Linked DNA regions of Urocitellus parryii: region 1 is linked to region 2. Evidence: chromatin contacts called from public Hi-C data. All regions are on one chromosome and are shown on one strand. The core of a region is the stretch at or near the end of the contact, and the rest is flanking DNA. Distances in the headings are between cores, read along the strand shown.

Region 1 (6,516 bases), core at 865-3,364, 160 kb after region 2:
TCTCCCCTCCCTGTACACGTTAAATCATCTCTAAATTTCTTAGCATGCCTAATATTTGATGTAAATGCTAGGGGAGTAGTGGTTACACCATATTATTTAGGGAAAAATGTCAAGAAAGTCTCTACATGATCAGTAATATGCAATATTTTGCAAATGTTTTCAATCTGGGGTTGGCTGAATCCAAAAATGTGGAACTCATGGACATGGAGAGCTGACTACACATATATACACATACTAGTATAAAGGCACTCCTATAATGCCTTTGCAACTCCATAAGACTTGCTTTTCAACTTTGATCCAGGACCCTGGGCGGGGGGGAAGCACTTTGATATCTACTGCCATTTTGATGCATGTTCTTAAGAAAAACATTCTTGCCTTTAAATTACTCTTGCATAAAAATAAGGCCAAAGATACTGATTGTCACTTGGATGTTCCACAGGCTCATTAAACGCAAAAATGTCTAAAGCTGAACACATCATCTTCCCCTCCAGATCTGCTCCTCCCTCACTTCTCCCTCTTAGGAAATTATATTATTGCTGGTAGCAACCAGGAAATCCATCACTCACTGTCCTTCAGTTCCCACATCTAATCAGGCACCAAGATCCTTGTTTACACCTGCGGAGTTCTCTAATCCAGCTCTAGAACAGGCTCCACATCATCACTAGATAACTACACAGCTAATTTTTCAACATCCAATGGAAGTGGTAGATCCTCAACCTACAAAATGTGCAAGTATACACGCTGTGGAATATAATTTAAAGAATCCACAAACCTACTGATGATATTTCATGGATACGTGGACTTGTCCTATGGGATTCCTTGCCACTCTAAATCTACCAAGACACTTCAGCCAAAAGGATTAAAATAATTTCTTTCAAACACAAATCTGAGACCACTAGCATGCTTGAAATGTTTTCACTGGTCTACAGTTAGAGACTAAAGTCACAGTTCTTCCTCAGGACGTGCATGGACCTCCATGACCCATTTCTCCCTGCATTTTCCACTGCACCTGTAGTTCATCTCTCAGCCATGCAAAGCTGCCTTGATTCTCCATAGCACCGTGCTCCATGTTCCCATGCTTTGCTCCCACATTTTCTCACCTGGAATGCTCCTCACATTTTAGTTACTGTCTATTATTTTTCACAGCTCATTTCAGGCTGCTTCTTTTCTAAAAAACCTCAGCTCTCCAGGTTGAGTTAAGGGACTCAGAGCATGAACATACACCTAATCATAGCATTCCGAACTGCTACCACTTATAATTCTATCTCCAAAGTAGCCAAAGACAGGGCTGTTACTCTCTGTACACCCACCGAGCAACAGTGGACTTGCTCTGTACACCCACCGAACAACAGTGGACCAGTTCATGAAGCCAAGAACTGGTTAGTGCTACAGAAACCGCTAACCCCTTCACCTGACCACCACTGTTATAGTAGGACAACGTGTTCACAAGAGGTCGCCAAGGCGCCAAGAGAGCCAGTGACGTGCCCAAGGTCACCAGGCTAAGAGCTGACAGGCCAAGTTTGGGACCTAGACAGAGGCAGCTTCAAAGCTCTTTCTAGACACCCACCTGCGTCGTACATGTCACCGGTGCAAAGGATGCAACAGTAAACGACAGAACCCTTGCCCGACTGCAGCGATGCCAAGGGGAGAAGGGCACGCGCGAGAAGGCAGTGCGCTTCTCGCCTCGCTCTGCCCCGGCACCGCGGACCTGGCCCAGGAACGGCCCACAGCTCGGCGCTCCGGCCCCAGCGCCCTCGGCCGCTCAGCACAACAGAACCGACCTCTGGCATCCTCCCTCGCCCAGCCGCTCCCCGGCCCGGGTGCCCGCATCTAGGACCTCCGAGGGAGGGCGGGTCCCCACGACACCACGGACTCCCCAGGGCCCCACCCATCCGTCCCGACAGCCGGCGCCGCCCTCGCGCCGCGTTCCCGCCACCGCCCGAGAGCCCGGCCCTGAACCCCGGGGCTCTCACCTCGCGGCCGTGGGCCCAACCCCGGGCCGCCTGCGCCTCACAGGGAGTTGGAGTTGGAGCGCCCAGCCGACAGCACCCACGCGGGTACTCCAGTTCTAATTCCAGCGCCACCTTTTCCAGCCCTCCTGCCCTCTTCTGCCAGGCCCCGCCCCCGTGGCGGTGCGCAGGCGCGGACTTCAGGGCCCGCCCCAGGTTCCTGGGCTCCAAGCGGCGCGGAACCCCGGAGGCGACGCCCCCCCCCCCACCCACGCCGGCTCTCCGGCCGGAAGTCGAGGGGAGGGGCCTAGTGCCACGGGCGCCAGAGTGGCGGAAGCTGCCTCTGGGTGGATGGGGTTTTTCTTGTGTAGTTGCTGTGGCTGTGCTTGTAATTCAGACAGACTCCGGCGGCGAGTCCCTCACCCGCGCTCCTCCTCAGACTTCCAGGATGTCTGCAATTCCTGCGGAAGAGAGCGACCAGCTGCTGATCCGACCCCTGTAAGGGACCAGCGAGACCGAGCGTGAAGCCGCAGGCCCAGGGAGAGCCAGCGGGGCTTCGAGCCGGGCTCCGGGCCGGCCCCGTCGCCCCCACTCCAGCCTGCGGCCGCCGGTCCTCGCCCGCAGCTGCGGGCCAGGCCGGCCAGGCCCCAGGGGTTTGGAGCGCTGTTGGTCGGAAATGGCCTGCTAGGTTGAGAGGGAATTTGCGTGGCTTCAGTCTTAGGGGAGGATATGTTGGGGTTAAAAAAAAAAAAGTTATTTCATCCCGCCGCGTGCCTTCAAGTAAGAAGGGTTATCCGCACCTGCCCGCATCTCGCGCATCAGGGCAGGCCGAGAGGGAACCGACCGTGACGGGAGGGCCTGGGGAAGGCCATGACAGTGCAAGGAAAAACTAAGCCTCTCTCCTTTTTTTTTTTTTAAATAATTTTTTTAAGTTGTTAACAGACACAGTACCTTTATTTTATTTGTTTGTTTTTATGTGGTGCTAAGAATCGAACCCAGTGCCTCACACGTGCAAGGCAAACGCGCTACCAACTGAGCTACAACCCAGCCTTAAATCCGTTTTTTATTAGCTCCAGGACGTGACATGGTGCCAAGATGTGAGAGAGGGGAAATAAGTTAGGGACTTGATGTGAGTTTTTACCTTCAAAGCTCCGACCCTGGCAGAACAAGGCAGGAAAGTGGATGTCAGAAATAGCAGAGAAGTTATTGTCAAAAACTCAGCCCTGTAGTGCCCATAAGAAGACTGGTCTTTCAGTGGAGTTGGCCTTCTCCATTCTGGGATGTGTAAACAAAGAGAACTTATTCCTATAGATGAGCAATTTGTGCAAACATGGTTATTGTTCAGTATTAGATATTAGTATCATATGAATGTGCTTTTTTCAAAAAGTAGAAAGTATCTGCTTTACACATTCATTCAATAAGGATTTGTTGAGTCCCTACTGGGCACACAGCCTCAAGTCTTTGATGTTTAGTTCACAACTGTCATTTCTGTGTGTGTTCTGTAAACACAGAGCAAGTGACAAGCACTACACCAGGCACTGAGGATACAAATAAGACAGAAGGCTGAGTTCATTGGTTTTAACATTTTGGAGGCAACTGGAGTGCAGAGTGGAAAGTACTGGAGAGAGTTTAGAAAAATAGGAGCCAATTACTTGGGAGTCAGGCCTAAAATTCATTCTCTATCACTTAGTAGGACAACAGCCTCACTGAATCTGTTTCCTTATGTGGGGATAATAATGCATATTGCAAGGAGTAAAGACCCTGGTAGGTGCTTATTAAATGACAGCTCGTACAAGAGCACAGGTAAGAGTTGCACTAACTGCTGAGAGAGTATGAAAAAGGAATTTTTTAAAATGTTTATTTTTTAGTTGTAGTTGGACACAATATCTTTATTTTGTTTATTTATATGTGGTGCTGAGGATCGAACCCAGGGCCTCACAGGTGCTAGGCAAGCACTCTACCACTGAGCCACAACTCCAGCCCATGAAAAGGGATTTTTTTTTTTTTTTTTTTTTTTTTTTTGGTGCCAGGGACTGAACTCAGGGGTACTCGACCACTGAGCCACATCCGCAGCCCTGTTTTGTATTTTGTTTAGAGACAGGGTCTCACTAAGTTGCTTTGTGCCTCACAGTTGCTGAGACTGACTTTGAACTCACAATTCTCCTGTCTTAGCCTCCCAAGCCACTGGGATTATAGACATGCGCCACCGTGCCTGGCTGAAAAAGGAATTTTTAAGATTGAAGAGAAAGATATTTCATGCATTCCTAGAAAATGGGATGCGTGAACTATATACCAAAGAATGAGTAAGAATTAAAGACAGTGTGAGGACTGGAGTGATACAAGCAGAGGATATGGCACACGTAAAAAAATAACATGGCAGGAATGTTCACAATTCATGGCTAGTATCCTCAAGGCTGTGGCTCATAGGTTAGTACATGAGGTAGGACAGGTCTGTCAGGGTCCATCATGTGAAGTCCCCTTATATTAAAGAGTTTGGGCATTATTTAAAGGAAGCAAACAAAGGATTTTAGGCAAGCATGAGATATACTAGAAATTATATTTTAAATCACTCCTTGCAGTAGTGTAGCAGATGAATAAAGGGTGGATTTATTAGAAGGAATCTACTAGAATGTAATTGAAATAATCCAAGTAAAATGATGAAACCTCTAATCAGAGATAAAGGACTTGAAAAGAAATGGTTTGGGAAGAGATGGCTTTGAGAGAGCATGGAAGTGAAATCTTTAGGATTTTCTAAGTGGTCAGGTGTTACTGTAGGGATGGTTCTAGAATGCAGAGCAGAAGGGAGTATTCAGATAAGGATGATTGAGATTCCTAGGTTGGGCATATTATTCTCAAGGAATACAGAAGGTGGATTAGGTCTGCAGTAAATTTGGTTTTGTACCAGCTTTATTGAAATATAATTCACATACCATATAACTCATTTAAAGTACAAGTCAATGGTTTTTGGTATATTTGCAAAATTGTACAGGTCTCACACTAATTCCAAAGCATTTTCGTCATTCTAGAAGGAAACGTTGTACCAGTTATCAGTCTCACTCATTTCTCCCCAAATTCCCCTGTCCTAGGTAACCACTAACCTATTTTTCCTCCTCTATATATTTGACTTTTCTAGATATATAAATGGAACCATACAATGTGTGGCCTTTTGTGTCTGACTTCTTTCACTCAACATAGTATTTCCAATGGTCACAATTTTTTATTTGAAAAGCATTTCTTAAGATTTATCTGATCAGTAGCTGTAGCAGTACAGCAGTGAATAAAATAAAACAATGTCTTTTCTTATGAAACTCCCATTTTCGTAGTGAGAAATAAGCCACAGATATAGCAACTTCATGTAGCTGTAAGTATTATTCCTAAGTGATGCTGGATTGTTGTCTGCTGTGAAGAATAAATTAGAGGAGGTCAAGAAAAAGCCTGTGAGAAGGCAACATTGGAACTGAAACCTAAAGATACAAAGAAGCCAATCTTATCTGAAGGCAAAGCATTCCAGAAAGAGCAGATAGATGCAGAGGACTTGTGGAAACTAGTTTGACATTGAATGTGAGGTTCCTGGCAGTATCCCAGTGTCAGGAGTATATATTATTAGAGATCTAGAATTAAGAAGAATAATAGGACTGGGAATGTGGTTCTGTGCTAGAGCACTTGCTTAACATGCACAAGGCTCTAGGTTCAATGCCCAGCTCTGCAAAAAAGAAAAGAACCTGGACTACAAACATGCTCGTTAGTCATGGACACGTCAGAAACGTGAGAATGAAGATCATGAAGTTGAGAAGGCCAAGGAGGGAACCCTCAGCAAGCATATCAGCATTCAAAAGCAGGTGAAAAACTGGGAAGGAAAGGCAGCAAGACAGGAGGGCATGAGGCCAAAGGAGAAGTGCTCACAGAAGGAGCAAGTAGTTAGGGGTGACAAAAGCTGCCAAAGGAACAAGTAGGGGGCAAATATGGAGGTTTTCTCTTAACAGCAAAGAGGTTTCAGAGAAGTGGTTGGTAAGAGTCAGGTGATGGTGAATTGAATGGGTGGAAAGTGAGGAAATGGGGTCACAGAATATCCAGACCTTTTAGGAAGCTGGCTTCTCGTAGACTGAAGAAAATGAAGCAGAAACTAAAGGAGATCAGAATTGAAGGATTTTAATTTGAGGATGAGAAGGACTAGCATGTTTAGATTCTGATGGCAAGTGAGGAAGATGTCAGTGAGATAGCAGTGTTTAGTCCAGAGGGAAAGAGAATGTAAAGTGTAGACTCAGGGTGAAGATTTGCTTTAGAGAGAGGCCTGTTCTAAGAGAAATGGAAAAAAGCAAAGATGTTTGTGAGTTGGTAAGTGAAGTTGGATTATTCTTTTTTTTTTTTTTTTTAATGCAGATGATGGCCCATGCCTCACAAGAAGAGGAGGATAGTAGAGGGTTGCAAAATTTAGGAAAGGGGAGAAAGTTTGAACTAGCTGGAAGCTAGAAGAGAAGTCTGAGCTAAGACCACTTAAGAGGCAACATAGCAGGCCAAGAATACATGGGTGCTCCCATGTGTGCTTTGATTTTCTTCATCATTGGCT
Region 2 (7,466 bases), core at 849-3,348:
CGGGAAGAACACCAAGCTTAGCTTTGAACTTGTAGGAAGAGCCTTGATTAACGCTGGACTAGACACCCACGAAAAACACCACTTCCTCTTAAATCTCTCATAATCTCCTAGAAATCAGACTTCAAAGATCCAAGGTGCAAAAAGTCATCTAGGATGCTGTCCAGCCTCAAAGAAGTCCACAAAGACTGGAGCTGGAAAACAAGTGGGCGGGAACACAAGTGTGGAGAGGATATACTAACACCAACAACACACCAAAGACTGGAATGGCACAAAGCTGCAAGGAGAGGAAGTCCCCAGAGACACCAGCAGGGTGAGACCCATAAAGGGAAGAAAGAGGCAGGCATATGCAGTTTTTAGACTGTAATTTATTGCCTAGTACAAGGATAAAAGCTACCCACTAATGCATTTATTTTAGAAAGTTAAATTTCACATGCGTGTTACTAAAATACCAAAAGCCATACATAACGTCTGACCCATGCTGCCACCTCATATGGCAAATTCTTACATGGCAGCTTAAAAAAGATTGTTTGACTGGTCCAGTGTCCTACGGTCAGGAGACTTTTTTGTCTCACATATTGAGTTTCCAATGTCTCTCACACTTCCTCCTTTTCAGATGCACAAAAGGTTTTTGTAAAGTTTCTCTTGGTTTTATTGCTGGCAGCTACAGAAACCATGCCACATGCCTGGTGTAGAGTTATAGGGTGTGATTTTCTTTTGACTAGTGTCTTCAGAACTTCTGGGTTTTAAAATACAGCTATGAGAATTTCCATGGGAGTTGTAAATGAAAACCTGTACTAATTCAAACTCTTTACTGGACTAGTTATGTCTGAGATTGGTAGATTGGTGCTGCTGCAGCGTTCTGAGAGCCCCTCCTCAGACATGCTCCAGGGTCCCCGGAGGTCCCCCACTTCCATTTAGGCGTTCGGAGTTCTACCGGGGCGGGGTCTGGCCTGAAAACCATTTTCTGTACCCTAAAACTATATACGCCTAAGGGAGAACACTTGTAGATGTAAAAGCTTAGGAAACGTGGCTGGGACTTTCACTGGGGGCCGGGAGGCGCTCTTCCAAGGCAAGGACATGGAATGCAATCCCCACTTGTCAGTTGACTCGCTTTTGGGCCAATTGTCTTCTATACAAACAAGTACCCAGCTCCTTATGTGTCTGCTAAGACCGCCAGGTAAAGCACACGATCACTGCACGGCCCCGGCAGTCACTGGCTAGCCCCCACGGTGCCGAAGGCGCTGGTCACCGCGCGGGGTGCCCCGGGCGCAGCGCCGCCTCCAGCAGGGGGCGAGCTCCTCCCACCGTCGTCTCGCTGGACGGGCCTTCCCCGCGGTTTGGGTGGGGATTCCGGGGGATTCCTCGCCAGGGGTGGGGCTGGCCCGCGGAGGGGTGGGCTCCGATGCCTCCGAGGAGAGTGTCCCGCGCCCCCTGCTCGCGCCCTGGTGGGCCCCGGTGCAGGCCCGGGTTCGGGCGGGCCGGGAGGTGTCCGTGCGCCGCCAGCTCGGGGGGCGCGCCCTCGAACCCCGGCGCGCCGCGCGCCCCGAACGCCGAGACAATGCGGCGCGCGGCGGCCAGGAGCGGCTGGCGGGCCGGGGCGCGCGCCGCCTTCCTTCCTGCAGGCTCCGCTTCCCGGCGGCGCGGCGGCGGCGAGCGCGCCCATTGGCGGCCCAGCCCTCCGCGCCGCCCCGCCCCGCGCCCGGCCGGCCGCCGCCCCCGGCCCGGACCCGCCCCTCTCCGCGGGAGGCGTTCGGGGCCCGCGGCTGGGTGGCGGGCAGTTCCCGCCGGCTCTGCGCGCCCGCCTCGGGGCTCGCTCGGAGAGGACGCGGCGGCGGACGCAGCAGCCCTCGGCGCGCGCGGGCGGACGGCCGGGCCGAGCTGCGGGGCCGCGCCGCCCCTGCTCCCGCGGCCGGCCCGCGCCCTGCGGCGGCGGATCCCGCGCTGCGCTCCCTTTGTCCGCGGGCCGGAGCGGCGGCGGCGCCCGAGCGCTCGGCGATCGGAGCCCGCGGCGGCGGCGCCCGAGCGCTCGGCGATCGGAGCCCGCGGCGGCGGCTGAGGCGGCGGCTCCCCCGCGGCCGGCCGCCCGCGCGCCGCGGCGATGCCGGACCAGATCTCCGTGTCGGAATTCGTGGCTGAGACCCTCGAGGACTACAAGGCGCCCACGGCCTCCAGCTTCACCACCCGCACGGCCCACTGCCGGAACACGGTGGCGGCCATCGAGGAGGTGAGCGGCGGCCTCGCGGGCGGTCGGCTCGGCCGCAGGTACCGCGGCGCGCGCCCCGGGCAGACCCCGCCCGCGGCCCGCGCCCTCCCGCCGCTGCGCCTCCACACCCGGGAAAAGTTTCTCGTGCTCCTGAGCCGGAGCGGCAGGGCCAGCCCTGCCCGGAACAGAAGCCCTTTGTTCCCGTGGAGGTGGCTCCGGGGAGAGGCCGGGTGGCCACCTTGGGCCTTTCCGAGATCCCGCGCGCCCGCCCTCCCTGCCCTCGCGGGGCTCCGCGGCGGCGTCCTCGACCCCCCGGCGCGGCCAACTTCGGCCCGGGAGTCGCGATCGGCTGCGAGCGGGGGACCCCGATGCCCGCCGCGGCCCGGGGTCGTGGGTACCCGCGCGGACCTCGCCAACTTGTCCCCGAAGTGGCCCGGTGGGGACAGCTGTGCGTCCCCGGCCGCCCGCCGCAGCCGCCCGGCGCCTCCACTCTCCGTGGGTCGGGGGGACCCGGTTGCCCAGGAAGGGTGCCCCGCCAGCCTGGCCGCCCGGCCGCCTCCGCGCCGTGCCGCAGAGGAGCGCTGCACCGCGTGCGCGGAGCCGGCGCCGTGATGTCCGGAGCCCTGATGGCCGCTCCCTGGTACCTGCGTCCCACCTGCTGGAAGTCCGGTCGCCTCCCTGCCTCTCCACCTGGGAAAGGCCTGGTTTTAGTAAACGGCTTTCAAGGTGCCAAGTCATCGCGCCGAGCTGCTAGCCTGTGGGCTCTCCAGATGCCGGGAGAGGGCACGTTGAGGAGGGCAGCAGCTTAGGCTGAGAAAGCAGCCTGCGGAGTGGGAAGGAGCAGCCCCAGAGTCCAGGGGCCATGGCCTCGCCTGGATCCTCCTTTTCCTTCCCTCCCGAATGGGATTAGAACGCTGCTCTTCCGCATCAGAGGCATTGTGTGCCAAGTGTTTGCGCTCATTATAGGTGACCGGTTTCAAGCCACACGTGTGGCAACAGTGAATTGGAACATTGCGTTTCTTTTGGCCACAATGTCAAGTTACAGCCCTAAAATTGAGTATTGTAGGTGTTTTTGAAGAAAATGCTTGGCCCACAGTGAATGGGGGTGTGTGTCACCAGTGAGTGGCCGCGTTACCCTTCCCCCTTTGAACAAAGCATCTGCTGTTAGGAATTGGTTGGAAAAAAAAAATGTAGAATGTTTTTCCTTAGTGGAATTTTTTTTTTCTTTGTAGACATAAACAGTCAATACTGGGCTAAATGAAAAATGCCAGATTCAGCATTCTGAATGTTGAAGTATGGCTAGGGCATCCTCCCTAACTCCCTACTCTCCTCCCTGTTTTTGGCAGAGAGCTGCAAGTAAACCTTTGGTGGTGAGTTCTGTGATTCTCAGATCTCTTCACTACACTTTCATGAGCAGGGCTTAAAAGGATGTCTTCAGATGAGGCAGGTGGGGATGGATGGATGGAATTTTTTCTCTAGTTCCAGTTGAAAATAGGAAAATGTTAACAGTGTTTTCAAAATACATCATTAATAATACTTATGGAAATGATTGCAATCAGAAAGGTAGCAGCTATTCATTAAGGGAAGGAGCTTTGTACATGATGCCTTAAAAAAGGGCTTGATTGTATTTAAAGTTCTGTTGCCTTTTCCCCCTGTAGTTTGTCAGTTAAATATTATTAACACTGGCAGATGTTGGAAAGCCAGGCAAATAGGAGTTGCTATTAAAATTGGCATACCCCTTTTCTGATTAATTTTTCAGTAGATGAATCCAAGCCTTTTTTTTTTTTTTTTTTTTTTTGTATGCTGTGCAGGAGATTACCCTAGAGCTCAGTTACCAAGCAGATTAAAGAGAGACTGGATTTGGTCATTTTGTTAAATTGCAGGCTTGCTTCATGTTGCCATCTGAGCACAAGACTGGGTTGGAGTCTCAAACATGGAAAAATTAAAACCATTGCAGGTTTATCTCACTTTAAATAAATGTAGTATACATGCTGTGATGATGACAAGTGTGAACTTGGATTCATGGCAACATCTGAAAGTTGTTTACTTTCTGAGAGGAATCAGCATGGATTGTTTAAAAAAATGCTTTTTTCCCCAGAGCACTTAATGTTCAGTTCCATTATAAAAACTTGTTCTGTGTATGATTTAATGACAAATGATTCCCACAAAATTTTGTTTTCAGTTTTTTTTGTTCATTTTGTTTTTTGATATTGGGGATTGGACCCAGAGGGTGCTTTATCCTTGAACTATGTCCCCAGCCCTTTTAAGTTTTTATTTTGAGACAGGATTTTGCTAAATCGCTTTGGTCCTTGCTAAGTTGCTGAGACTGGCTCTGAACTTGCAATCCTCTTGCCTCAGTCTCCAGAATTGCTGAAATTATGGAAGTGTGCCTCCAGGCCTGGCAATATTTTGGTTTTAAATAAGACATTTACTTTTTATACTGCACACGAGAGAGGATATTGTGACATAAAGTTTTGCAGTTAACAGAAATTAAAAAAAAATAAAATTTAGGCCTATGTTTAAATGAGTTATAAAATTAGTGGATTATTTTTAGATGAATTAACCTTTGTATATATTTATTTCCAATGGAGGTTGTGTCTGCAAAAAAGTCATTTTCCAATGGAAATGTGCTTTTTTCCCCCGCTTTGGTACTGGGTATGAAATGTGCTTTTTTGATTTGCATACCTGTAGCTGGAATATTACTAGGTACCTGGTCCCTGCCCTACGCTGCAAATGTCACATGGGTTGTCTTTAATCTGAGCCCTGCTCTGTAGAGGAGGAAATTGAGGCTGGGAGAGGTGGTTATTTGCTCAAGTTTATAGAGCTATTAAGTGGAATTTGAACCTGATTCCAAGCTATCTTCAGAAACTAAACTCTAGCTTTAATAATCCTGCATTCTCTAAATTGCTCCTTCGTGAGGTCAATTTGGGTTCATGTTCAGACTCCAGCACTTGCAGTTTGTGAACTTGGGTGAGATACCTAACATTTTCTCATTTTCCTCAGCTTTCTAGACTGGATAATCATACCTTTCTACTTCTGATGATTGTGGTGAACACAGCACCTATCAGACAAATAGTTTAATAAATGCTGTTTTCCAGATCATGTTGTAGTTAATGCACAGACAGACCCTGGAGTGAGGATAGGCTTTACATGGTGGTGGGGGGGAGTGTAAAGAAGGGGACAAATGAATGAGTGCATGAGTGAATGACCACTTCACACTCACCTTTTAGCTAGTGTGCCGTCTTGGCCGCAGGTGAGTGTACAGCTGTTTTCAATTTTCACTTGGCGATCACTTTCTCTGGATGAAGTAATTATTTTGCACAATTTTAGCAAACTTAGCAATGTCTGGTGCTGCAACTGGCGTCTGCCCTGTGCTTTTGGAAATAATGGAGAAAATAAGTAGTTTTGGCATAAATCTGAAGAGTGAGCTGTTTTTTTCCCCCTTGGGCTCCGCCCCCCCCCAAGCCCTGTCTTAGTTTCTCTAAGTCTCTGGGCGCTTTGAAATTTTCTTAAAATATGGAAAAATTGTGTACATACTCGGATGTTCAGGTTTTTAGTTAGGCCGTCTTTATGACACCATCCATTCTCCCTTGCTTATTTGGCATTGATGCAGTTTTAAAAATAAATTTGATGTTGACTCCTTAGTATTAAAATTTAATCTATTTCCTTCCGGGGCCATAATCTCTGCTTTGTTGTCCTTGGTTACCTTGGAAATCTCATTGCTGTCATAATCACTGGGTTCTAACTGCAGGGGGACAGTGAACATCTGGGCCTCGCAGACTCCCAGGGGCCCTGCTGTCCATGGGTCCAGACCCCTCCCCGCTGTTACGTGGGAACCAGGCCTCAGGCATTTTAGGCAGGACTCCGATTTTGAATTTTAGCTTTTTGTGACTTGTTTGCAAAGCGTCTTCTTCAAGTCCCAGATGGACAGATTCAGAATCTGGTGAGAGGACAGGATCTTGCCTAGTACATTCACGTTCTTGGAAGTCAGCCTCTGTGGGTCAAATCGGGCCACGTTTTTATGCTGTCCTGAAATCTGAATTTATGTATTTGGAACATCTTAAATCACTTAAACAGGGAAAGATCTTTTCAGGTGAGCTTCCCCTCCTGCTGGATGCAGGTTCTCTCTTAGGATTAATAGTAACAGTACTAATTTGGTCTAGGGAAGAAAGAGGCATCCTGTAAGCCAGTCACTGCCCTGAAGTCTTGTCAGAGTGTCTGAGAATGTCCAGGATGGTGTAGATACACACAGTTGGGAGCCCTCTAGCACACCCAGGCCTCTGAAAAGGGTCTTGTATGGTTTTTAACAATCAAGTCTTGAAACCAAACTAGTCACCTGGGGGGTTACCACATGCTGTAGTCACCAAGGTGGTTCAGTATGGTCTTCTGTATCTGCCTTCCTACCTTGGGTAAATATTTATCCACTGAGCTGGTGGCAAACTAGGCCTTAAGATAGGATTTTCACATGCACCCAATCTGCAGAGGTCTGCTCAGGCCAAGAATTTGAAATAATCCTTGATTCTTAGGACTCCACATAGGCCGGGCATGGTGGCTCCAGAGGCTAAAACAGGAGGATTGGGAGTTCAGGGTCAACCCCAGCAACTTAGATGTCCTCATCAACTCAGTGAGACCTTGTAAAAAGGGCTGGGGACAGGGATCAGTGGTTGACGCCTCTGGGTTCAATCCCCAGTACCAAAAAAAAAAACAAAAAACAAACAAAAAAAAAAACCAAAAAAACAAAACTTCGTATTGCTGGGTACAGTGTCTTTTGTCATGGATCACATATATTCTAGACCTTCCCCACCCAAGATGATTATCTGAGATTAACATTCAGCTCCTTGGCCACCCTAGTTTCATCTCAGAAGCTCAGTAGTCATACCTGGCTGATGGTGACTGTTGGACAGTGAAGATTTAGAACTTTCTCATTATTGCACAAAGTTTTATTGGTCGTTGCAGTTTGAGACCCTGGCAGTTCCAAGAATGACTTAGCAACCAGCAACATTAGCATCATCTGGGGCTTGTTAGAAGTGCAGAGCCTCAGATCCCACCCTAGACCTGAGTCAGAATCTGCATTTTCTCAGCACCCCAGGTGCATTATATGCCCATGAGAGTTGAGAGTCAGATGGGGATTCCTGGGCTGCACATCAGAGTTGCTTGGGAGGGGTTTGTGAACTGAAGGAGCCTGTCCCCACTCCTCAAAATTCTGATTGGTTTGGTTTGGGTGAGGCCTGGAGCCTTGGTATTTTAATAGGCTCATTCCAAA

The links. A called contact is a pair of places that touch in the nucleus more often than the background predicts.
Region 1: a contact with region 2 is called in a Hi-C map of muscle, with 7 times the contacts expected there. The contact joins the promoter of Itgb1bp1 here to the promoter of Asap2 in region 2. A contact is called at or near these places in 2 of 2 Hi-C or Micro-C datasets (liver and muscle).

Annotation. Positions count from the first base shown.
Region 1 is chr12:37,351,464-37,357,979 of mUroPar1.hap1, forward strand. Itgb1bp1 (integrin subunit beta 1 binding protein 1) reads right to left here and starts at 2,115. Exons shown (of 8, transcript XM_026396158.2): 1 at 1,974-2,115. Cpsf3 (cleavage and polyadenylation specific factor 3) reads left to right here and starts at 2,258. Exons shown (of 18, transcript XM_026398881.2): 1 at 2,258-2,447. The coding sequence starts at 2,398.
Region 2 is chr12:37,186,922-37,194,387 of mUroPar1.hap1, forward strand. Asap2 (ArfGAP with SH3 domain, ankyrin repeat and PH domain 2) reads left to right here and starts at 2,099. Exons shown (of 27, transcript XM_026397973.2): 1 at 2,099-2,224. The coding sequence starts at 2,099.